Regions from separate parts of the Mus musculus genome. Here region 1 is linked to region 2. The links are chromatin contacts, called in public HiChIP or PLAC-seq maps. All regions are on one chromosome and are shown on one strand. Each heading gives the region's core, a stretch centred on a gene start, on an enhancer-like site or on the middle of the called end of the contact. The rest is flanking DNA. Distances are from core to core; before and after follow the strand shown.

Region 1 (6,046 bases), core at 36-2,535, 380 kb after region 2:
GACCTGGGTAGAAAAAAAAATTTAATGTTGGGGGAAGGCATGATTGGAATTGGCTTAGAAAGCTCATATCAAGCCAGATGTGGTGGTGCATGCCTTTAATCCCAGCACTTGGGAAGCAGAGGCAAGCAGATTTCTGAGTTTGAGGCCAGCCTGGTCTACAGAGTGAGTTCCAGGACAGCCAGGACTACACAGAGAAACCCTGTCTCGAACCCCCCCCCCCAAGCTCACATCAACCTCATTGTGAAGACAAAGTTGGGGGTGGGGTCCCCACTGGTTCCTATCTGGAGGCTGTCATAGCCATCTGCAAGAAAGACATGATCTCTGACCACCGAAGGAGAGGTGGCAGGAAAGAAGGCAGGATCTCAGTGATGTGTATGTGAGGGTGGAAGGTAACATTGGACTTCCACCCAGGAGGTGGCATTCTGGTGGAAAGGAGAGGTGACCACCTTGTGACACCTGCTATCTTTCCCCCAAGGAGTGGTAGACACTGGATTAGAATGGCGGCTAAAGGTAGGGTCTTGCTTTCCACACTGTCTCTGCTTCAACTCCTCAGGGAGGGGCCCAGGGAAGTGAAGGGAAGAAGAGTTGTAGGCCCTGATCACAAAGTCTCTCTGGGGGCAGTGAACTTGGGACTAGAAATTCACAAGCTGATGCATGTTGGCTGTGCTTAGCTGTGGAATAACACCACAGTGAAGATAAGACTCCATAGACGAGGTGGTGTGGGGTCTGGGTGCTGTCCCTCCCTTTGCACACATTCAAACACCAAATACATTTCTCTCTCACTGTCCCTGAACCTCTCTGTAGTGTCTGTGGACTTGTGGGCCGCTTGCTCCATGGGGCTGGCTAAGTCCCAAATATCACCCTTGAGGGGGGTGTGTGTGTGTGTATAGTATGAGCCTATGGAGAAAAGCTGAGCAAGAAGACCTGGTTGGAGCAAGGCCTTGAGAGTAGACAGGACTCTTGTTCCCTCCATCCCTCAGGGATGGGAGGCAGGGAAGCCAAAATTGACATTTGCCTGTTGCTCTTTCTTTTCCAATTACAGAGAAACCTCAGATAATCAACTGCGAATATCCTTGTTAACTGAGTGTCTTAGGATTCTACTGCTGTGAACAGATACCATGACCAAGACAACTCTTATAAGGACAACATTTAAGTGGGGCTGGCTTACAGGTTCAGAGGTTCAGTCCATTATCATCAAGGTGAGAACATGACAGCATCCAGGCAGGCATGGTGCAGGAGGAGCTGAGAGTTCAACATCTACAATTTAAGGCTGCTAGCAGAATACTGTGGGGAATTGCAGGCTTGTCTCCAGTCGAGCTGAGGTCTGAACCCCGAAGTCATAATTCACCTTCATGACACGGTAGGCATTCCCTTATGCTCCTGGAACTCTGGCCCCTGCGTAAGCCCCCCACATGCCCCCATAAGAGAAGCATGGTCAGTAGTCACGTAGGCAATGGTCCAAGCTTCTGACCTTCAGGCTGAACTCCTCCCCAGTTACCTAGCAACAGTAAAGACCATAAAAAGGGCTGATCAGCCCCACCTCGCTCTCTTACTGCTTACTCTCTTACTTGTCTCCCTCTTACCCCTCACTCTCACCTTCTCTCCCCTCTCTTTGTCTTCTCTCCTCTCTTCTCTCTCTTTGTTTTCTCCTCTCTTCTCCTCTCCTCTCTTCTCTCCCTCTTACTCTCTTTCTCTCTAGTCTCTCTCTCTCTCTTCTCTCTTTCTCCCTGCATTTCTATAATAAAGCTCTTAAACCATAGAGAGTCTCTGCTCATCAAGGCTGCATGCACTCTCGTAGGTATTGGGAACATCTTCCCTCATCCCTCTCTCCTATAACCCTGGTGGCTTTAGCAAAGTAGCTCCAGGGTCCCCAGGTAGGGCTGCCCCTGGCCGTCCCCTGAAGAGAGGGTCAGAGGCTTGGATGCCCATCCAGGGATGAGTGGAAAGGTAGCAGCCCTCCCACACCTGACAAACCAGAGAATAGGTAAAACTCTGGTGGGGCATGGGTCTATCTCCCCCCTCTTCATCCCCAGGGCCCCCTTTTTTAGCTCCCACAGAATACTGACTTCCAGGCAGCTAGGATGAAGGTCTTAAAGCCCATGCCCACAGTGATACATCTATTCCAACAAGGCCACACCTCCAAATAGTGCCACTTCCTGGGCCAAGCATATTCAAACCATGGCACTGAGGATGGGTCTTCTCTGGCCACCCCAGGAAAACTGGAGAACAAGGGCCAGGAGCTTTGGAGGAGGGCTCTGTGATTCTGGCAGAGCTATGTCTGTTGTGTGCCTGGATCGGGCTGGAGGGAGAAATTGCTGGAAGTTGGGATGTGAGGACATGCGGAAGACTGATGGCCAAAGAGGTTGGAAGGCCCCTGGGGTTCTTTTAGCTGCTTTAGCTATGGGGAACAATGGAGAGCTTTATGCTATCCAACCTAGGCTCTTATCCTGCCGGGACCAGCCACTGTTGTTGCTTCCTGATGACCTCAGTCCCCTTGAGGGTCCCTTTCCCATCCCTACGCTTTCTCCAGTGCAGGGCTATAGGTTTAGCGAGGGAATAAACTTCTGAATGGTTGAAATATAAAGAGTCAAGGATCTATAACAGGTGTTTTCAACTTAACAGATTTATTCACTTACTCATCTGGCAAACTTTTGAAGTGTAGCCCAGGACTTAATGATGCAGAGACAGGGAAGATACAGTCTCTACCCTCAAGGGGTGACTCCCTTATGGTCAGAGTCAATCAAGTAAATTAATAATTATTGCATATGTTATGCAGAAAAGAGGGAAGAAAATAGCTAGCTTTGTAGGGGGTGGAGGAGTAGGGAGGGTGTGCGTCAAGGAAGGCTCTCCTGAGGAGAGGAGTCTGCAGGTAGGTGAGAAGGGCAAGAGGGCCTTCATAACTGAAGGAGTAGCAGAGACATGAGAGGCCACTCATGGGGGTGGGGGTGGAAAATGGAGGTAGTCTGATGTGGATACAACCCAGGGTGTATGTGGCGAGCAGAGATGGTTCCAGAAAGGAAAGCGGAGGCAGGTCATGAGGTTTGCTAGGATTCCTTCTGAGAGATGATGTTTCTTGTCCATGAAACTTAGCTGCTTAAGTTTTTGTTCTGTTTCTTCCCAACTTGACACAAGCTAGGGTCATCTGGGAAGAGGGAACCTCGATGGAGAAAATGCCTCCACCAGAATGCCTGTATGCAAGGCTGTGGGGGATAGGGGGATGTTTTCTTGATTAGTGACTGCTGGGAGGGGGTCCAGCCCACAGGGGCAGTGCCACCCCTTGGCAGGTGGTCTTGGGGTGTACAAGAAAGCAAACAGACCAGGTCATGGGAGCTAGCTGTTGAGAGTGTTCTTCCATGGCCTCTCTTTCAGCTCCTGCCTTTATGTGCCTGCTTTGAACTCATGCCCTCATGTTCTTGAATGATAGACTGTGAAATACAAGTTTAAGCCCAAACTCCCCTTTCCCCCAAATTGTTTTTTGTCAGTGTTTATCACAGCAACAGAAATGCAAGCTAGGATGGGATTAGGGCTGGGGACAGAGGCTCCCAGAAGGTTTAGCAAGGAGCTGCCTATTCCTCTACCTTCCTCCCTCAGTTTTATAGAGAAACATTAGTTGTTGAGGGAGGGACAAGGGAGCTGGAGATTTAGCTGTCCTGGTTTGGCTTTGGATTCCGTACAGTATCCTACAGCGCTTAGAGACCATTCTGGAAACAAGGCTGCTGTTCTCAGAGCTGTAGAAAAGACTGACCCTCGGGGGAAGCCACAGCTCAGACAGATGCTCCAGGGGCATCCCCTTCCGCTCTCTGAGGTGCCCACCTCCCTTCCCACACCTAAGTGTGGGTGAGGCCTGAGCAGAGGGGACTTATGTGACAATCATAGGCTCATCCTCCCTGGTACGAAGTCTAAGATAGGACCAAAGCTGCCCCAGGCAACCTCTCCTAGCAACAAGTATTGTCCCCAGCATCGGTGGTGGGCAGCATCTCTAGCTTCGGACTTTGGCTTTGAACAGTGCTAGATCCTATTCTCTGAACCAAGACAGTCAGTGCAAAGCTCTGTCTCCTAATGAAACTGTTGGGTGTTAATTAATTATGCAGCTGTCTCATTTGCATGCACAGGCTGTAGCTTCCTGGCTTCCCTCCCCCTTCTTCTGCCAGGAGCCCTGTTTGCACCTTGAGAAAAGCAGATACTTGGTACCATAGGTATGTGCCTGCCGGTTGGCAGCTCTCTCTCTGCCATTTGGCCCCATCAGGAAGAGGCTGATCTGAAAGGGAGCTGATGACATCACAAGGTGAAGCACACATTGCAAACCCTTGAACCAACCCAAGAAGCTAAGGCCCTTGAGTTTTATCTTTGTCTTTTCCTTGACTGACCAATTAATTGTTAAATTACAGACAGGAGTTAACCATAGATTTCAGTGGTCTCTCCTATGTAACGGGAAGAACCCTAGTACTTCAGAGGACTCTACCTTGTCTACCTTTCTGTCTCCCATGTTGGGTACACAGAAGGTATAAAGGAGGTTAGGTTGACTGGCCAGCTGAATCCAAAGCCTTAGCTTGATAACATCTGTTGTGTGTAGTGTCCAGAGGTCATTGTGAATACCTGCAAAGACTTGATGGCCTCAGGCTCTGACTTTGTTTAAGAGGAGACAGGCTGGAAAGAGGACTGGTTCTGGTATCATGCCAAGCCCAGGGGAAGGGAACTCAAAGTCTGTGGTGCTGAGGAGACTTCTGTGGCAAAGGCCACATGATCCTGGGTGGAAAGTGGTATGGGGGCTCCAAGCTTTATGGGGGGGGGCAAGAATACCTCTAGCCATGGGCTATTTTTTTTTTTATCAAATGCACACAAGTCCCTGAAACCCCCAAACTGTGTGGAAGGCCCACTTAGGACTTTTAGACTGGAGATAAAAGGATTCTGAGCCGAGAAACCTGAAGCTTTAGAAAGACCAGAGGGAAAGAAAGGATTCTGGGCAGAGGGGGAGCCAATGCTTGCCCAGACCCATGAGATCTTAGTCGAGAAGAGGTGATGCCACAAACTGAAAGCAAAGGGACCTCAACTTGGTGTGAGGCTGTCATGGTTCAGGGACAGGAGCAGGAGTGCGGGAGGCATGCTGGGCCCTTAGGAAGTGGGACAGGTGAGAGGTAAGGCAGGGATGTCACATGAGTTACCAGTGCTAGCTTAAGGGCCTAAGGGTCTGGTCTGGTTTTGGTCACACAGATAGCATAGAGGTCATTTAGATTATTAGCTACCTCTGGTCCTGGTTGGGGCAGCCTCTGGCTATGAGGGTCATTTAGATTAGCTTTGGTTGTAGGAGCTTGGTATGGCCTGGTCCAACAGATAACAACACAGATCACCAGACTGTTCATCACTTCCAGGTCTCAGCTTTGGAGATGGAAGAACGAACAGGTTTCCAATTGGAAAGACAGTCCTGTGTGATTAACACTCCTGGCTTCTCTGGAGATCTGTAAACTCAAGGACCTTCATACTGTGCCCCCTATGTGAGGCCTTGGGTTCCAGAGGAGGGGGAACACAGGGAGTCTGGGGTTCCCCTCATCATCTCAGCCTTCAGAGAGACGGGTGTCATGGCAGCCAGCCTGAGATTGGAGAGGTGGGGGCTGGCTTCTGGGAATGCAGAGAACAGAAGGGTGGATGGTGAGACCTGCTTCTGACCTGCCTCTAGATGTCTAGTTTAGAGTAAGTCATGTTTTCTCTTTGTCTCAGTTTCTTCTCTCTCTCTCTCTCTCTCTCTCTCTCTCTCTCTCTCTCTCTCTCTCTCTCTCTCTCTCTCTTTCTCCCTCCCCTCCCCTCCCCTCTCCTCTCTTCTCCTTTCCAGGGTTCTCTGTGTAGCCCTAGCTGTCTGTAGTCCAGGCTGACCTTGAACTCAGAGACCCACCCACCTCTGTTTCCCAAGTGCACCATTAAAAAAGTGTGTATCATCACCACTGCCCGACTTTCTTTTCTCTTTTTATTTCCTCTCTTTTCCTCCCTTCTTCCCTCCCTCCTTCCCTTTCTTTTTTCCTTTACATTTTAACTTTTTACTTGAGACCCTCTC
Region 2 (6,077 bases), core at 203-2,702:
AAAACACCTGCATGATGCGCAGCTTGGATGCCTGTGGCCATCCAGCCCTCCTGTCAGCAGGTAGAGAGGTTAGGCTGTGGAAAGGGGCCTCCATGTAGCAGAGACCCTGGACAACAAGCAGAACCAGGGTATATCTGCCTGTGGTACCTCAGCCCATAAAATGACAGTAAGGGTGAGCATTTCTGCATCCCTGAGAGATCACACCTAAATTCCAGAAGACTAGTCCTCTTATATAGATGTGGCAACAGCCCACTGACATCCTTTAGAGAGCCCCAAGGGGAACCACCAAGACCCTTTGGGAGGAACAGGGGTCCCAGGGCTGTCCAGTCCCAGTTCCAAAGCTCCTCCACCTGTCACCTATCTGTCACCTATCTGCCACCTGTCACCTATCTGCCTACAGTGGACTGACCTCCTACTTTCAAACTGGACCAAGCTGCCATGAAAAAGCAAACCTTAGCTGGGCAGTGGTGGCACACGCCTTTAATCCCAGCACTTGGGAGGCAGAGGCAGGTAGATTTCTGAGTTCGAGGCCAGCCTGGTCTAAAGAGTGAGTTCCAGAACAGCCAGGGCTACACAGAGAAACCCTGTCTAAAGAAAAGAAAGAAAAAAAGAAAAAGAAAATTAGAAAGAGAGAGTGAAAGAGAGAAAAGGAAAGAAAGAGAGAGAGAGAGAGAGAGAGAGAGAGAGAGAGAGAGAGAGAGAGAGAGAAAAGGAAAGAAAAAGCAGGCCCTATCCCAGGCTAGTCTGAAGCATTAAACTTCTGTGGTAGATGGAGCACATGCCTGCCACACATAGCGCCCTGGGGTTTGATCCCTAGCGCTACAAAAAATAAGATCTTTAGTCCTCCACTGCCTGAGGGGGCTACCTCCTGGCTCCCCCGAGTTGCATTAGCCCTGGGGACCATCAGTGGGTCACTGCTTTCCAGAACTTAGCCCCTCACCTTCTTGGAGATCCAAAGATGGAGTTGTTCCCTTGGCCTCATTTGTCACCTCTTTGGGCCTAACACATAGCCCATACACCTATGGGTGGGACAGTGACTGAAATTTGAGCCTCCCTCTCACCCCATTTATTCTTTTGCCCCAGTCAAATCATCCTAGGCATTTTAACCCAGACTTTTTGTCTAACACAGAGAATGGTCTCTAGGGACCCAATTCCACCCAGCAAACTAGAAGAGACTAGGGGATCTAATTGAGCCCACAGCCCTTCTGCTCCCATGACTTGCACTTACAAGGCTTGGTCGTTTGTGGACTGGAAGGAGAGTAGCTTCGGTGTCTGGGCTGGGGCAGACGGGCCGGGGCGCCGGCTGGGTGAGGGGTTTAAAGGCCGCCTAGGCAGTGATGTCACCCCTCTGCCGCCCGCTGGCGCCCCTCCCTGCCCATGGAAGTCTGCTTGGCTCACCACCCCGGGCCGCCCCACTCACTCCACACAGGCTCCATATTTGGGGAAAGACACCAAGTTGGAGCAGTCTGTCGGGGGCAGCCGGAGACATTCTCTGCATGCTTTGGAGATGCTGCGGGGGTCGGGGCGGGGCGGTGCTGAGGGCGGCCGGGAAAAACCTTTTATGGGCAGGACCCTGAAACCCTTCCTTGTTACCCGGACTTGGGTCTGCTCTTCAATGAGAAAGAAAGGGGGAGGCATTCTAGAGTTTGGCCCGACAAAGGAACCTGCAAGGGACAAACAAGCCACCTTCTTGCAAGGCTTTAAAATCGAGTTGGTGGGAACTAGTCTTGACTGCAGCCTGGCTGCACAACCAGGCACTATGCAAACGCCTTCCTTTCACGTTCCCCTTTATTATGAGATAGCAGTTACCACTCCATTTAACAGTTGAGAAAATTGAGGTTCAAAGTGGCCTTTCCAAGGCTACCAAGTGCATGGCAGAACATGGGTCATCCTGCCCACAGGTATGGTATGCTTCTAGCGGGTGCTTCTCTAGGGAGTGCCTTGTTTAGCAGCAAGTCAACCCTGGCCCCTTCTAGAGCGGTGACAATGGGCGGATGTTTAAGGCCTGGCAAGGCTGGAGACACTAGGGTAAGAGGACTAGGACAGTGTCACCCTCCCTCCCTTCAAAATAGTCCTTATCGTGAAAGATCCTACCACCTCAGAAAGGGTCCCCACTTATCTTGCACCTAGCTTCAGTGGTCTTGGGAAGGGACAGGTGAGACAGGCTCAGGGTTAGGGTTAAAGACAACTGCTATCACACCTGATGGTCTGAGTTCAGTACCCAAGACCAAACACAGTGGAGACAGAACCAGCTCTCCTCTGCCCCTATCTGTGCTATGTCTCACACACTCACTGAATGCAACTTCTTAAAAGGTAAGGCTTTAGTGGTGTCTCTGAGTCCCATCCCCAATTCTGGAAACCTCAGGAAACAGAGAGAGGGAGAGGGAGAGGGAGAAAGGAGTAGAGAGAGGGAAGGAGAGAACCCTCAGGCAGGGTCAGTCTCACCCAGAACTGGCTGCAGGCCAGAGAGGTGCAGCCTCAGACGCTCAATCCACTACAGCCAGCCTGGCTGGTTTAAGCTATTGGTGCATAGAACTCCAGCACCTCCTTGTGGCATCTGAAGGAAGGGTCATAATAAGCTGGAGCTCCTCTAGAGCTCTTGCTTTCCAGCCACTGATTACGTCCTGAATTCACTAGACAGGATTCCCCAAATCCCGTCCTTTTTATAATCTAAATAAAATCTCCCTCCTCGATGGGCACACGCCTTTAATCCCAGCACTCGGGAGGCAGAGGCAGGCAGATTTCTGAGTTCAAGGCCAGCCTGGTCTACAGAGTGGGTTCCAGGAGGGCCAGGGCCACACAGAGAAACCCTGTCTCAAAAAAAACAAACCAAAACCACCCCCCCCCCAAACAACAACAACCCCCCCTCCTCTTAGATCCTGCTTGCCATCCATTCCTGAACAGCCTTTAAAACCTTGGCCTGCAAGGGCTCTGCCCACTTGAGGTGCATCATGGCACAGCCTGGACACCCATCTGCAGAGCTGGCTGGAAAGGATACTGACGTTTACATACGTGGTGGGTAGTCAGGTGCTGTGTGCCTGCTGAAGGGAGGGGTTATCAGGAGAGGGCACAGACACACTTTCAGTATCCTGCTCCTGTAAGCAATGCTTGGAGCAAGGGTCACATGTTTACAGAATCAATGGGTGGCTTGGTGGGATCAAGGAAGGTCATTCCCAATGTAGCCACGCACAGAAACGAGACGGGAAGGCCAAAATAAATGGGACACGGAGGCTCCTGCACCTCCCAACACATCAGTAAGACCCCAAATCCCAGGTCTGGTTGTCTTTATTGAATGTACTCGTTCATAGAAAACAATTGCAACCGTAGCATGGAGGAACATAGAACAAAGCTCAGAAACAAAGACCCAGACCCGCCTCTTCTCCCAGCCCAAGAGCTATAAAAACATGGTGGAGAGAAGGAAACACATTCCTGGGGCCCACTCTTGGCATCTGGAATGGACCTGGTGGAGTGAAGGGCAACCAAGTACCAAAGTGGCCAGGGGCCTGGAGCTGGGTGACTCTGTAAACGCCAAGGACCAGAATGGCCAGGGGCCAGAGCTGGGTGACTCTGTAAACGCCAAGGCTCTTAGGCCTACGTGACTAACACAGAACTTGGCTAAATACTGGACGGAAACTCAGAAACCAGCCCTGAGTCCTTTGGTGAGACAGGGCCAAGGACACACAGGGACCTGGCATGTTCCTCCCTTTCCACGACAGGCACTGGGACTCCTGCTCCCGTGAAAGAGGCAAAAGGGACTGTGTGCTTGGCACCGTTCCGTGGCCTCTAGACATTCTTGGGCAGTGTCAATGGCACTGAGAGGCCCCCATCTGGGGCTTGGCAGGACTGAGGGTGTGGAAGGGGACAGTGAGTTGCCACTTCCCACCAACCCTAGTGCTGGCATCATTCTAGTGGCTGGTGGGATGAGGTGGCCTCTGAATTCAGTCCCCGATCAGAAGACTCAACTTGGGCTGGCCCTCACTGCTGAAGAGCCAGCTCCAAGCACAGGTCAGGGAGGAGGGTCGTACCTAGGCCCCTTGCAGGCCTTAGCACCGAAAGCCTGGCACCAGCTGGCCAGCCCCCAAAGTCTCCTACCTGCATCTGTCCTGGCAGGTCAGAGTGGGCAGTGATAGCAGCCAGCTACAGACCCAGGGAGAGCTTAGGTCCTGGTGATGGACAAAGAATCAGGCACCAGACTGTGGTCCTGGACAGAGCATGGGAAGAAGAAAGGGCTGTGTGTCCTAAGCTGAGAGGAGGGAAGGGATGGGCAGAATGCAAGGCATGAAATGGGACAGGACATTGCCTTCCCACCTTCCTCTCCAAAGGGACAAATGGAGAGCCAGTGGATAAACAAGACAGATGGACAGACTAGGGTCCTGGGGAGGACCCAACACTGAGAAGAAAGCAGCAATTTGGCCAGTGTCTGGGGAATGCGGAGCAGGCCTCCTCCTCCGCAGAGGCAACTCCAAGGCTCAGTGCCACCAGGAACTATCCTGAGTCAGGCCTGGGCTGGAATCTCGCTGTCTTGCCACGACATCCAATGCTGGGCAGCAGAGCTGGGACTCATACCCGTGGTGTTCTTGTGGCAACTGGCAGGTGATGCAGAGGCAGGCGCTAGGCCTGTGAGGTGAAGCCTGGACCACAGATGCTGCTAGAAGACATAGATCTTGTCCCGCTGTACTGTGTCCAAGTCGTCATCCAACGTCAGCAAAACCTAAGGGTGGGTGGAGGGTCAGATCCTGGGAAGGAGAGGCTGTCTGCTCTACCATCCCCTCTGCCCTCAGGCCAGGCACATCCCACATACCAGGAAGGACCCAAACATGGCAATGGAGGACAGGAAGTGCCAGATATCGTGGTCATCAAAGAAGTCGAGGAGGATGCAGTCGCGGTTGTGCTCCCTGGACTCTGCGGGGGTTTTCTGGCAGGGGAGAGAGCCAGCAGCCTACTGAGTCTGCTCTGCAGAGACCAGCTCCACACCTGCCTCCAACCCACTCCATGGCACCCCCTGGTCCCTAACAGGAGAGCATCCCGTTCTGGCTCATGCCTCACTCTGGCCCTCCACAGCTAACAACAGCTTTTCTTAAATACACTGATTCTGCTCCTTCCTCCAGACCCATCTTCCCTTTAGAGATGTGGGCAGCACACTGTCATTACAGCTTCTACTCAGAAAGCCAGGAGGCCCAGAAGCCCCAACTCACTACCTGCCTGGGACTTGGCCTTGCTTTCAAAATACCTCAGGGTAGGTTTCCTGCCAGTGACTACACTAGGTCATGCTGCGATGCTCCTGTCCCTCCCCGCTCTGCCCACCTTGCTGCCACACACATCTTCTGACCCTGTGTCGGGTACATCCTGTGCTGAGGCCACAGACCAAGACACATCTGACCCCATAGAGCGCTAGGTCTTTGCCAAGCTCCCGAATCAGTGTGTTCTCATACATCAAAGCTGCCTTGGTCATTCGGCCCTGTGTGACAACAGGGTGACAGTGCTCAGGTGACACTGCTAGTGCTATGTAGCTCTATCCATGGGACTTTCTGGCCATGAGCAAAGTCTGCCTCCTTCAAGAAGCTCCCAGACCTCCTGACTTAGAGGGCTCGCTCGCTCGCCATCCTCTTCTGCACACTCCACTACCCTGACTCCGCTGCTTGCTCACTCGCTCGCCATCCTCTTCTGCACACTCCACTACCCTGACTCCGCTGCTTGCTCACTCGCTCGCCATCCTCTTCTGCACACTCCACTACCCTGACTCCGCTGCTTGCTCGCTCGCTCGCCATCCTCTTCTGCACACTCCACTACCCTGACTCCGCTGCTTGCTCGCTCGCTCGCCATCCTCTCTTCTGCACACTCCACTACCCTGACTCCGCTGCTTGCTCGCTCGCTCGCCATCCTCTTCTGCACACTCCACTACCCTGACTCCGCTGCTTGCTCGCTCGCTCGCCATCCTCTCTTCTGCACACTCCACTACCCTGACTCCGCTGCTTGCTCGCTCGCTCGCCATCCTCTTCTGCACACTCCACTACCCTGACTCCGCTGCTTTTCATTTCACACATAAGCTAGGTGTGGGGATGGAGCTCGGTGGCAGA

What was found. HiChIP or PLAC-seq counts read pairs in DNA pulled down with a chosen protein or histone mark.
Region 1: a contact with region 2 is called in an H3K27ac HiChIP or PLAC-seq map of embryonic stem cells, with 3 times the contacts expected there. The contact joins the promoter of 4931429L15Rik here to the promoter of Tagln in region 2. A contact is called at or near these places in 2 of 39 promoter capture datasets (embryonic stem cells and stem cell-derived epiblast-like cells), 2 of 115 datasets of contacts at active chromatin or transcription factors (both in embryonic stem cells) and 1 of 9 other capture datasets (liver).

The regions. Positions count from the first base shown.
Region 1 is chr9:46,318,701-46,324,746 of GRCm38.p6, forward strand. 4931429L15Rik (RIKEN cDNA 4931429L15 gene) reads right to left here and starts at 1,286. Exons shown (of 13, transcript NM_183104.2): 1 at 1,169-1,286.
Region 2 is chr9:45,934,606-45,940,682 of GRCm38.p6, forward strand. Tagln (transgelin) reads right to left here and starts at 1,453. Exons shown (of 5, transcript NM_011526.5): 1 at 1,229-1,453. It overlaps Sidt2 (SID1 transmembrane family, member 2), which reads right to left. Exons shown (of 26, transcript NM_172257.4): 25 at 4,802-4,915; 26 at 3,252-4,711. The coding sequence ends at 4,649. Mir7087 (microRNA 7087) reads right to left here and starts at 4,985; the gene lies at 4,916-4,985.